Linked DNA regions of Zea mays: all the other regions are linked to region 2. A link is a contact called in public Hi-C data. All regions are on one chromosome and are shown on one strand. The core of a region is the stretch at or near the end of the contact, and the rest is flanking DNA. Distances in the headings are between cores, read along the strand shown. Region 1 holds the start of LOC103654189. Region 2 holds the start of LOC100272769. Region 3 holds the start of LOC100282307.

Region 1 (4,182 bases), core at 954-3,453, 350 kb after region 2:
CTCAGCAACGTAAAACCAAAATTCGTTCCAGTTGCCCCACTTGTTGCGGGCGCAAGGGACCAACTCGACTACTGGCATCGTGGTCTTGCCGGTCTTCGGCGTGAATGTGCAGGACCCAAACTGAGCAACTTCGTCCCCGATCATCCTCTTCTGCCAGTGTAAACAATAATGCTTCGCAAAAACTTCGACCGATGGCTGTCCGCCGTACGAAGTCGTCGCCCATACATACTTCGACAGGGCCACCACAACATTCGGCGTCAGCTGATGTATTTGCACGTTGAACCTGCGCAGGACTTCGCCAACAAACCGATGCGCAGGCAAGCGGAGACCGGCGGCGAAAAAACGCCTCGAAAACAACCAACTCGCCCTCCGGCTCGGGGACTTTCTCCGTCCCCGGGGCACGGGCAACTCCACCGCCGAAGTAGCCCAAACGCTGCATATCCTCCACGCGGGCCGATGACATTCGCGACACGCCGAAATCAACGGAATCGCCGGCGCGCAACTCCTCCGGCATCAAACTGCTCAGCGTCTCCTCCGACGAGGCGGCGGCCGGCGGCGAGGAACCGGCCGGCGGCGTAGCGGCAGCGGAAGAAGAGGAAGACGGCATCGCTACGTACCGTCGGCGGCGGCGGACAGTCTGCTTCACTCGCGCCAGATCTCCGGCGAACAAGAGCACGGCGGGCAGACGAGCAGCAAGACGACGGGCGGCTAGGGTTTCGCGGAGCGCACAAAAGTAAAGTTCAAAAAGCGCCGGCCCCCGCCCCCTTTTATAGGCAGGGCGCGGCTCTTCGGGAAACCCGCAATCCAACAGAGCGCGGCGCTTCGGGAAACCCGCAATCCAACAGTACGCGGTCAATCAACGGTCACATCAAAAACCCCCGCGGAACCACTTCGAGCGAGGGAAACGTCTCCGCCATCTAGCGACGTCTTCGGCACCAGGTGACTTTGTCGAACTGGTCCCTCGGAGGGCAGATGTTGGAGCGAAGGCAGAAACGCCACCCTTCGCTCGAAGTCTCCGCTGCTTAGCCGCTGCTCTGACAGACAGAGCAGGCAGGGACACCCTTCGCTTGATCGGCACCAGACGAAGACCGGCGACGAAGGCATCCCACAGTGCGGCCTCGTCCAGCTCAGAGGCCCACGTGCGATCCGGCCCATTGTAACGGGCCCTGCGTGGCCGCCGCGTGTTACGGGCCTAATTTGTAAAGGCATCCCTGTAATTACAGTCTGTAACCCTGCTTTATGGGAATATTCTGGGGATAACCTAGGTAGCTGAGGGCACATGCGTCCTTAACACAGGGCGCTGGGCGTTCAGGTACCTATAAATACCCCCGCACAGTGCCCGTGAGAGGCCGGAGAAAACAGAGCTGTTTGCCATCTCACGCGTAACCCTACTGTCCACACTGTTCACCCCCGTTGGCTTTCTTGCGACCGATAGCAATTTCCAACAATAGGATGATGCCTTTTTTCAAAGATTGCATTGGTGCAATAGATGACACTCACGTTGCAGCAGTACCACCCTCACGTGACCAAATTAGGTACATTGGTAGAAATGGAAGGGCAACCTAAAATGTGTTTGCTGTTGTTGATTTTGACCAACGGTCTACATATTCTATTGGAAATAAGGTAAAACTTCCACTAAATAAACAAAATTGAGTGGAGGCCACTGCTCCTAACGTCGGTCCGCCCCTGGTATACGGTATATCGTATACTGTATACGGATGGAGCCCGAGCGCATGCCCACGGAGGTGCGTCCGCCACTGGGATAAAAATAGGATGAGAAAATCCTAAAAAAATTATTAATATCAACGTAAGATGAGTTGGCATGAGAAAAAGTTTCTATAAAAGCAGTGCAACTTTTTTTAAAGATCATAATCATCTGAAGACTTTACGTCATCTGAGTTTAACAAGAAAGTAAACTGGTTTTCAAATACCTTTAATTATTCGAATGCTATTCTATATATAAATCGAGTACGCGTCTAGACGCAGAGACAGTCCTGGTTCTACTCTCGATTTTGGACATAGCCGTTTCCGTTTTCTTCACTAGTGTATTAGCGTTCTAAATTCCTTTTTTGTTTTTAGATAAAAATTATAAATAAAAAAATGGTTAGAGTCTTTTTTTTTCGACCGTTCGCGATCGTTTTCATCGCTAACTAGTAGCCGCACCCCAGTCTATGAAACGACGCCTGGGCATCATCGCCGTACGTGACTGTTCTGTTTCCGTAGCGTGTGCCGCCGCAACACCCAGGCAAGCCCGAGACCAAAAATAACAGAAAGGAGAGCCGCGTGTCCTCCCAGCCACTGCCACCCTTCCCCACCTATCGATCTCGAGTTCTCTCGACCCCACCCGACCCGGAGCCGCACCGCCTCGACCCAGACCGGCGCCGACGAGCCCCAGCGCCCAATGGCGGCGGCTTTCCTCGCCCTGGAGGCCCGCGTGACATGATCCCTGTCCCCCGAGGATGGGAATATCCCCCCTCCACCCTCCCTTCTCGACTCTTCCTCGGGTCTCTCCTTCTCCACCGCCTCGCGCTCCGCAATTGGCTGCTCGTGCTCGCGTGGCCCCGGATCGCCGCCAGGTGCTCCTCTCTCTCTCTCTCTCTCTCTCTCTCTCTCGTGGATTCTCCGAATTGTTTGCTGCTCATCAGTAGTTTTATTTTGTTCTGCTCGCACGTCTCTCCGTTCGTTTTGGCCCTTCCCCTTACTCCGGGGGGATTCAGGAGTGGTTGCTATTTGGTGCGGGGTGGCAGTTTGAGGTTTTGCGGGAGAGGGTGGGTCGAGAATGAGATTCGTGGGAGTCGTGGCATGCGGTTCTGCAGCTCCGCTCGGGGTGCTCCAGCGAGATCGCTCGAGCTCATTCCATGTTTTTTTTTGGAGTCTGATCGCTGGCCTCTGATTTCAGCACGCGCTCGCGTTGCTTGGCTATTGTAACGGAAAGTTGTTCGGCATGCGTCAACTTCGTTTCTTACGTATCTGGATTGATAGGAGTTTATAGGTCATGCAGCTGTATACGTTGTCGAACGACGTAGAGAGACTGGAACCTCGTTCCATTATCTAAGAAAAAGGAATTTAGGTCATTGTTAGAGATCAGTGAAGGCTCAACTTGTGTGGGATCAAAGTTGGGGGCTTTCTTTCCCTCCTCGACAGCAGACAGTCGCATGACAGGAATTCACGTGGGACCAAACAAAATCACAAAATAACCAGACAATACCGTAAAACAAATGTAATAATACATATAGAAACGAGTGATCGTATAATAAAAGTTAGAATTTGAATGAAGAAAAATAAAAAAATATATAAACAAGAAGAAGCAAAGCAAATATACCACGAGGCTATCAATCTTGTTTTAGTTGACTGAGGCAATTGTATCCTTCTAGTTTTTAGCTTCATATTTGTCACCCTTTCCTAGTTGCTTAAAAAGAAAGCAATAAAAGCAATAAGATGTATCCTTTGACTCGTCATACTCCAACCAATCGTAATTCTCACATGTTCTTAAAAATGTATGCGGGGCAAATCTAAGTTCTTGGTTGTCACAACTCACAAACCTTTAAAAAAGTACGCCCTTCTCGCCTTCATCTTGAACATTTTTACCATACTCATCAATTTGTCGTTTTAATGCTGGATCTACAACTATTTCATCCGGATTAGATACCCTTCCAATATTTGATTGTTCTGAAATTCCTATTTACGCAATAAGCATATCTTTCGCATTGTTATTGTCCTAATCACCGGTGGCACAACCCCTTGAAAGTGGTTGTAAAAATCTCCTTATTTATCTAAACAGATAGGAATAATAATCATCAAATGCTATTCTAATTTAGTTATAAACAGGTCCGGGAACAAGAACAAATGTTGCAAGAAGACATGAAATGGGAAAGACCGAGAGAGCAAGAGGGAAAGATACCGTGGATTGGTTGGGCGGTGGCCGGTGCTGCAGCTCATGGAACTTGAATGGTAGGCCAAGCAGGGCGACGCGTTGAGCGGGCCGAGCGTGGGCTGTTTTAGCAGACCGTGGAGTTGGATTGTGGGCCAGGACGGTGGAAGTGGGCTGCTCACTGCAATTTTGGTCCCATATACTTGCTATTTTTATTTCCAATTTTGCAGTATATTCAACGTATATATAAGGATAGAAAAAATTTGAGGTGGGGCCACGACCCACTTTGCCCCCCTGCCCATGACAGCAGA
Region 2 (4,133 bases), core at 187-2,686:
TGGCTAGGTGGAGCCAACCCTGTATCAGACTCCTTTATACCTGCATTTAGTATAAGAACACATCTCAGGTATGCTGATTCAAAAGGACCTTCCTAGCATTAAAACAAACTGATAAATTGCAGAACAACATAGAACAAAATAGAAAAGACCAGACATATGAAGTGATCTCATAGCCAATTCATCTTACTACACTACTCCCTCCATTCCAAATTATAAGACGTTTTGGCTTCTCTAGATACATTGTTTTTATGTATCTAGACATAATGTTCATCCAAGTGCATAACAAAACATATGTATCTTGAAAAGCCAAAATGTTTTATAATTTGGAACGAAGGGAGTATTAAGTTAATAACATGTCAATTATCTACAGTGCATGGTAAATATAACAGCAGTTCCGTGCTAAAACCACAGAGTCATCGACTAAAGATACAAATTGCATCAATTTTTACCCTCGTTGAGAAAAAATATAGTAAACTATAATGTTTCAAGTTAACACACTAAAATAATACATAGCTACACCTTAACCATTTGAATAACTATATGTGAGATCCTCAAGTAAGGGCTAGTTTGGCAACCCTATTTTTCCAAGAGATTTTCATTTTCACAAGGGAAATTAGTTCATTTTCCCTTGGGGAAATAAAAATCCCTTGGGAAATGGAGTTCCCAAACTAGTAAATGAAACTTCCTATTAGCTGCAAGTAAACAGCCAGCTGAAACAAGTGCTTCCAGGTGAATTTAATTCTCAGTGTAATAACTCAACAGTCTAAGCTAGAAGATGAATAAAATGCCACGAAGTGATGAAACCTATCCTTAGGACCGACTCAGAAACAAACTGCCCTACATCTCCATCGCCACACCAAAAAGATCATAATAGAATTATCACTCACCACAAAGGTCATTGATTTTCTTGGCCATTTCCTTGATCTCCTTCTCGACCTTCTTAATGCTAGTCGAGTACGGCCCAAGCCCCTGCAGCAGCATCCAGCGAACTAAAATTAGCAAAAACCAGCAGCTTCTTCCCCTCAAATCACACACGGTGACCTAAATCTGGTAAAAGCACGATGCCGTCACAAACGACAGACGAAATCAAAACCCTAAACCGATCTCAAGCCTGAGCCACGAGGGAACACAACTCCTAAGCCCTACCCCAATACAAAATCACCAAAGAACCCTAGATCCACGAGATCAGAGAGATCCAAACGAGGGTCGAGGCACGCACATAGGTTTTGAGGAGCGCGATGTCGTCCTCGTCGAGCGGGCGGGGATTCTTCTCGTTCATAATATCATCCTCCGGCTCCGGCGCCATGGCTGTCCTCCTGAGCGAGCGGCGCTTCCCCGGCGGCGAGGGTCCGTGGGGGCGAGGGGATTGGAGGTGCTTCCCGTCCGGAGTAGTTCGACGGCGTTTTATCGGTGTTCTTTCTTTACACTTGACCAAGGGACCTTTGTACACCGTGTGACTGATCGATCGGACGCAGCTAGATATTGCTTTGCCTATCGTACACCGTGGGATTGGATAAGTAACATTGAAAGATATTAAGCTTGGAAATGTACATTTTTTTTTTGCTATATAACATCAAATTATCACAGTATTTCTATATGTCATGACTGCAAAAACATACAATACAAGAGAGACCTAAGATTAGATTAATATATGATGGTCGACATATTAACATATCATTAAAAATTCTATAATGACTCTTTAGAAACAATTTATACGATATTGTTAATGTTTGTTTGACATCAATTTAATCTATTTGGGTCGGCATATTTATAATAATATTATATATTTATATCGTCAATATAATATTAACTGTAACACGAGTTTTTCATATCATAGTGATATTTGTCGTTCCGTATATATATTTCATACTATTTTTTTACTCTCGTGGCTCGGTGACTGAACGAGCTCGGCTCGGCTCGGCTCGACCTTGGCTCGCGAGCCGGCTCGGCTCGGCTCGCGAGCCATATTCTGGTACTTATCGTTGCATTATTTGGTGAATTAACATTATATATTCATCATCAAAGACTAAAAAATGAGCTATTATCCATAAAATTATCTAATATGCATTATTATTCCATAAATTCATCATTTTTTCAAGGCTCGCGAGCTGGCTCAGCTCGGCTCGCTACAAAAACGAGCTTGAAGAAGAGGCTCGGCTCGTTCGAGGCTCGCGAGCCGCTCCGAGCCGAGCCGAGCCGCTCCGAGCTCGAGCCGGCTCGCGAGCCTCGAGCTAATTTTCCAGCCCTAACGAGCACATACTTAGTATACATATAGGTCCATTTATAAGCCAACCAACCAATAGAATACTAAATTATACATGAGTTATTATAAATAGTGTAAAAAATTATTATGGCATATCCTTAACAAAATCCTAGGCCCGCTACTGCGTACAAATCACCTATAAACAATATAATTTAACATATAAATCTCTTATTTTACGTGATCAGCTCCCACACAGGCCAGCTGCTATGTGCTAGCCCAACGCCCCAGCCATCCGTTGACGTTGCGTACCACATGGCACTGCTTTGGCCTCCGCATGGGGCGTTGCGATTATCGCAGCCAGAGATGGCACGCGAAGTTCCAAATCCCCGGAAGTACGTCCCCAATTCGTTCGTTAATTTGTTCTTCACGCAAGGTGAGTGTTGACAAATCGAGCCACGCATCTCGCTCACTGCATCTGCATGCAAACGTCGTCATTGACCCCACCGGGCTACGTTACGTTCGCCCGAGACGAGACCTCGCATGCCGCGCCTACCTCTCCATTCCCACGCACGGACTCCGCGCCTCACCCTCGCCAACCTCTAGGCAATAAAGGCGTCGCCATTTCCGTGCTGGCTAAGCTTCCCAGTTCTCACCACCGGCAAAAAGAACCGACTCTGCTTCCCCTTCAGCTGCCTTCCATGTCAGTATAGCAGCCTACCGTCATATCAGGCGACGACGACTGTGTGTGCGCTTTTTTATCTGCCTCATTGCCTGCAATTCGATATGCCACCGCCGCCGCCGAAGAAGAAGAATTTGCTCAAGTCGTTCATGGGCAACGGCAAAGACGCGCTCCAGCAGGTCGGCACGAAGCAGAGGCACGGCGGCGGTGGAGGCGGCCTCCCCAGGCTGTCAGCCTCCAGCAAGGCGCTGGTCCTCCTGCCGCTCCTGCTCCTGGCCTTCATCTTCCTCTTCGTGTATCCCAAGGAGTTCGAGCTGCAGGCGATGCTGAGCGCGTGCGGCCCGGCAGCCGCGGAGCCGGCGGCGGTCCGGAAGCCCGAGTTCCGGCTGCTCATCGGCGTGCTGACCCGCGCGGACCTGTACGAGCGGCGGCACCTGCTGCGCATGGTGTACGGGCTGCAGCTCGCGTCGCCGGGTGGGCTCGCGGCGCACGTGGACGTCCGCTTCGTCTTCTGCCGGCTGTACAAGGACGACCAGCGCGTGCTGGTGCCGCTCGAGATCCTCGCCCACGGCGACGTCATCGTGCTCGACGGCTGCGAGGAGAACCTCAACGGCGGGAAGACGTACACGTTCCTGTCGGCGGTGGCGGCGCTCTACGCCGACGAGCCGTACGACTACGTGATGAAGGCCGACGACGACATCTTCCTCCGCCTGCCGCAGCTGGTGGGGTCGCTGGGCGGGATGCCCCGGGAGGACATGTACTACGGCGCCACCATCCCCTGCGATAGCATGGACCCGTTCCGGGAGTACATGGCCGGCATGGCCTACGCGCTGTCGTGGGACCTCGTGCAGTGGATCGCCACCTCCGACGTGGCGCGCAACCACAGCGTGGGCACGGAGGACATGCTCACCGGCCTCTGGCTCAGGATCGGGGGCAAGGGGAAGAACCGCTTCAACGCCAAGCCGGCCATCCACGACTACCTCAACCCGGTGCCCGTGGACCAGTGCGAGCACGAGTTCATGCCCACCACCATCGGCGTGCACAGGCTCAAGAGCAACCCGAGGTGGGCAGAGGCGCTCAAGTACTTCAACTTCACGGCAGGGCTCCAGCCGTCCAAGTTCTACAAGATCGACTAGCAACCTACCTCTCCTATCTACTACCGTAGTAGTAGGGATCGATCCATCGGATGCATGCATGTATGCGTTGCTTAATTTTGAGGGAGAATTTATGATGTATACACAAAAACAAATA
Region 3 (4,340 bases), core at 1,628-4,127, 290 kb before region 2:
AGTGAGAAACAACAGATGAAATTTTCAGAAAGTTGCTTAGGTCTAAAATTCCGCCGGGTCAAAACATATATCTCGACAGAATGGGAGGTATTTTCGCACACCATCAGCTTTTTCTCCCAAAATATCTAAAGGACCAAAGAATCCTGCGTTTGTTGAAAACGGTAGGAAAACGACAGAGATCCTGTCTCATGTATGTTAACACAGCCTTATCTTAAATCAGCATGCACAACAGCACAAGTATGCAGGCACCAAAAAAACCTGGTATCTAGACAAATGCCAAGATGAAATCTTGAATATTTAGCAAAAGCTTCAGCAGATAACTAGTTAACTCAATTTCAACCAAGCACAAAGCGCATATAAAAGGCATGTTTGGCCACATATCCATAAATCATAATGTTAAACCATATACTGTAACAACGAAAGAAGGGGGAAAACAAAATGGTAAAATGGTTCAGTCTCATAAATGGCTCTCATACAGAGATAGTTAAAATAGGGAACAGGTCGATAACCAAAGAGTTTCAGAATGCGACTTCTGCATCTGAGCTAGACACGAGCATATGCTACCCCAAGGTGCCAAGCAGGTGCTTCCCAATCTCCCAGTCTTTATTCCTGAAACATGGAACAAAAAAATATTAGCCCAGGTGAAAATGGAATGTAACTTCAGAGAAATTTGCAGACGCCGATGCTTACCCTAGTCCCTATGTACATAGTCCTATGGCCAAGCTTCAAATTCCTCAGAAGAAATCGCCAGCGATGGGCATGTCATCGAAGGTCCAGAGGTCCATATTGCTACCAAGATCCTGTGATCCATCAAGGTTCAGAAGGCTATCAATTGAATCACTTGCACCGCCATCCATAAGAAACCTCATATAGGATTCCAAATCTGTCAGCCCATCAGTGAGATCAACAGCATTGTTCTCCAGGACAGGAGGCACCATCGAGCTGTTTGAATTGGAGTTGACAAATACAGACTCATCGCCTTCAGCAATAGTGGGAATGGGAGCAATGGATGTGATGTCTGGTGTCTTAGTATCATTCTCCCAGCCCAAGTCTGAGCAGCCAAGGGAGTTACTTCCCTGGTCAGAGTGCAGATTCATGATAGGATCCTCAAAAGAAACAGTAGAGTTCATTGCTGGAACAAATGGATTGTTGGATGCGTAGTTAACAGATTGGTAGAAGGGTGCATTTGTGTTGGCAAGGATGTTCATATCTGTTTTGACAATTGGCTTCTGTTCAACACATGACTTGAGTGCTTTAGCAGAAGCTGAACTAGAACGGCACTTCTGACCAACTGCTGGTGCATCAGGAAAGTTAACCTTGGCCTTCTTGCCACGAATCCTGCGCGCTTCAGCATCATAAGCTCTTGCAGCTTCCTCCGGACTATTGAAAGTACCAAGCCAAACACGAACGCCCTTCTGGGGATCTCTGATCTCAGCAGCCCACTTACCCCAAGGGCGCTGGCGGATACCCCTGTATTGATTCTTCCTCTTCCTTTTGGCCAACCTTGCTGCAGGGGCATCATAACCAGCAGTAGTCATGGTGCTTAAGCCATCTGCAAGCAGGAAAGAATCAAACCTTAGTAACATTGCCTCTGTCAATGATATATATGCATATTGAGTTATGAAGCAACATCACAACCAAAATTAACATTCTCCATGCGCATCTATTTCATATTTGCAGAAAGCACAGTTCAAAACACGATAAATATGAAAGCCCAAGATTCTACACAACCCTGGTGCCATCAAATAAATCATTATTATGCAATCATATCTAAAACTTCCACTATAGACGATACTGCACATTAGAACCCATTTGCAGACACGGGACCAGAAATCTGACCTTCCTAAACTTTGCAAACTGCAAGCATTTGGACAATTAATCAGGCCTAGTGACTCTTCATTACTTGCAACGAAATACAATCATACAAGGAACCATATAAACAGCAGATGCATGTGAATATATAATCATGTGCTCAAGCTCAACACCATAAATCGCGTAGGGTAGTTTAAAAGAGTCTAGAACAATCCCCACGAAAATTCATAGGCTACAGACATATCAAGTGATACCACAAGTTCAGAACTATTTAAATAATATGCATCTAATGTAACTAATCATGCACAAACGGTGGAACGCCCAGATCCAACACTCGAAGAACCGAGTTGTGTTCCCACGACTCCCAGGTGGGCAACCAAAACAGACTATTTTGCCCATTACAGAATTGTAACTCGAATGAAAAAGAAAGCGACAGACTTCATCCCAATCGGATACCATAAAATCATCTAATAAGTTGCAGAATCCCCTACAAGCCAAAACTTAATCTAAATAGTAAACACAAATCCCCTCGCTTTTTTCTTTCTTCGTCCCCGGTCCATTCCAACCACCGAGTCGCACCTCAAACGCGCACCGTACCAGCCCCCTTAAAATTCCTCAACTAACTCGTAGATTCTAGTCGTCCGCATCAATCAAACGCAAAAAATACATATACAGCCATAGAAAATAAGCCGCCTCGAGCTTGAGCCAATACCTCTGGAGAAAGTACTCTTGGCGGCGAAGGGCTTGATCTCGATGACGTCGTCGTCAGCCCCTTCCCCGAGCTCCAAATCCGAATCACCGGAGTCGGCTTCAAAGTCCTCGAAGTCGGCCTCGAAGTCCTCATCGTCTTCCGCCGCGAACGAGCGCCTCCCGCCGGCGCCGCCCCTCTTGGGCTTCTTCTTCTGCTGCCAGATGTCCCGCTCCGTGAGCCGGCGCGGCGCCGGCTCGCGGAGCTCGGCAAGGATCGCGCCGCCGCACATGGCTCAGTCGTCGTCGGGAGCTCCGGCGCCTGTAAACAAATCGGTGGCTTGCGACTTGCGAGAGCGAAATGGTGGACGAAACTTTGGAGAGCGCGGACGGGGCGTGGGCCCTATATATTGGCTGGCCGCCACTGGCACAGTCTGCAGGCGGCCAGGCGCGTGGGGGTGGGGGGGGGGAGAGGGAGAGGGAGGGAGGTGCGATGGGGTCCACACGTCAGTCGACGGAGGCGAAACGGAAAGCTACAGCAATAATGGTACAAAGTAGGCAGAAGATAGCTAGGACTAGTATATTTGCGAAATTGCTCCTTCGTGGATGTAGAGGTCTGCAGAGGTACATCTCAAAATCTACTCTCAATCTAGATGATTAGACATTAATACTTTGATATCCAATGCTCCGATGTCAACTTTAGAGTATTGAGATTTTATAAAAAAACAACCTCTAAAATATTTATTAACATAATGTAGCATAACTATACCCCATGCGACGAAAAATAGGTGTTCCATATATTGTGTTGATGCGAATATAACTAATAAATATGTGCCAAAGTTGTGCCTTCATATCAAGGGCTACATCATCATTCTCTCTAATTAGTCACATGACTAGCAAACATACGCCTCATGTTTTGCAAACAAAACCAGCAACAGACATTTAATTGTGGAAACGGACGTCGAGTGTTGTCGATAAAACTACGTCACTTTCACATGTCTAAGGTAAGGTCATAAAATAAATGGTTGTCTTGGCATAATTTGCGGGCACATAAGTGCCCAAACACATGGGGCCCAAATCATTCGGTAGAGCGTCAAGCGGAAGCCACTGGGTTAGAAACGGAAAAGCTATAGTAACAACGGTGCGATAGCCGGAAGATAGAAAGGACTAGGACATTTTAATATTGCCCCTCACTAGATTGGAGTTTTACAAAGGCACACCTTAAATCTACTCACAGTTTAGGTGATTAGCCATTAATGCTTTGACATCCATATCTTCAATGTCAAATTTGAAGCATTGGAATGTTTAGAAAACGACATCCACCATATTTATTAATATATATTATAGCATAATTATAACCCCATACAATGAAAAATAGGTGTTCCATATGATGCACCTATGCAAATAGAACTATTAAATATGTGCCAAAATTGTGTCTTCTGTGAAGGGGTACATCACCATTTTCTCTAATTAATATTTATCACATGACTAGCAAACGTGATTTCGATGGTACCTCATTTTTTGTGAACAAAGCCAATAGAAAACATTTAATCGAGAAAATGGACGTCGGTCATTGCCATAAAAAACTATGCCAATTTCGCATGCCTAAGGCATCATGAAACAAACGGTTGCCTTGGCATAATCTTCGAGCACATAAGTGCCAAAACACATAGTGGAGCCCAACATCATTTGGTAGAAGCATCAAGTGGAAGTCATGAGGATAGAAACGAGAGAGCTATAGTAACAATGGTGTGATAACTGGAAGATAAAAAGGACTATGACATTTTCATATCGCCATTGACTAGATTATAGTTTTACAAAGGTGCGCCATAAATTTACTC

Evidence for each region. A called contact is a pair of places that touch in the nucleus more often than the background predicts.
Region 1: a contact with region 2 is called in a Hi-C map of an unstated tissue, with 7 times the contacts expected there. The contact joins the promoter of LOC103654189 here to the promoter of LOC100272769 in region 2. A contact is called at or near these places in 2 of 25 Hi-C or Micro-C datasets (ear and an unstated tissue).
Region 3: a Hi-C map of leaf shows a contact between it and region 2, with 4 times the contacts expected there. The contact joins the promoter of LOC100282307 here to the promoter of LOC100272769 in region 2. A contact is called at or near these places in 3 of 25 Hi-C or Micro-C datasets (ear and leaf).

The regions. Positions count from the first base shown.
Region 1 is chr4:180,445,187-180,449,368 of Zm-B73-REFERENCE-NAM-5.0, reverse strand. LOC103654189 reads left to right here and starts at 2,203. Exons shown (of 10, transcript XM_035967448.1): 1 at 2,203-2,576; 2 at 3,829-4,182.
Region 2 is chr4:180,797,704-180,801,836 of Zm-B73-REFERENCE-NAM-5.0, reverse strand. It overlaps LOC100272769, which reads right to left and starts at 1,436. Exons shown (of 10, transcript NM_001147222.1): 1 at 1,220-1,436; 2 at 888-969; 3 at 1-40. The coding sequence starts at 1,306. It overlaps LOC100216785 (Galactosyltransferase family protein), which reads left to right and starts at 2,869. Exons shown (of 1, transcript NM_001143184.1): 1 at 2,869-4,122. The coding sequence starts at 2,987. The coding sequence ends at 4,018.
Region 3 is chr4:181,088,741-181,093,080 of Zm-B73-REFERENCE-NAM-5.0, reverse strand. It overlaps LOC100282307, which reads right to left and starts at 2,877. Exons shown (of 3, transcript NM_001155219.2): 1 at 2,525-2,877; 2 at 691-1,552; 3 at 356-609. The coding sequence starts at 2,792. The coding sequence ends at 735.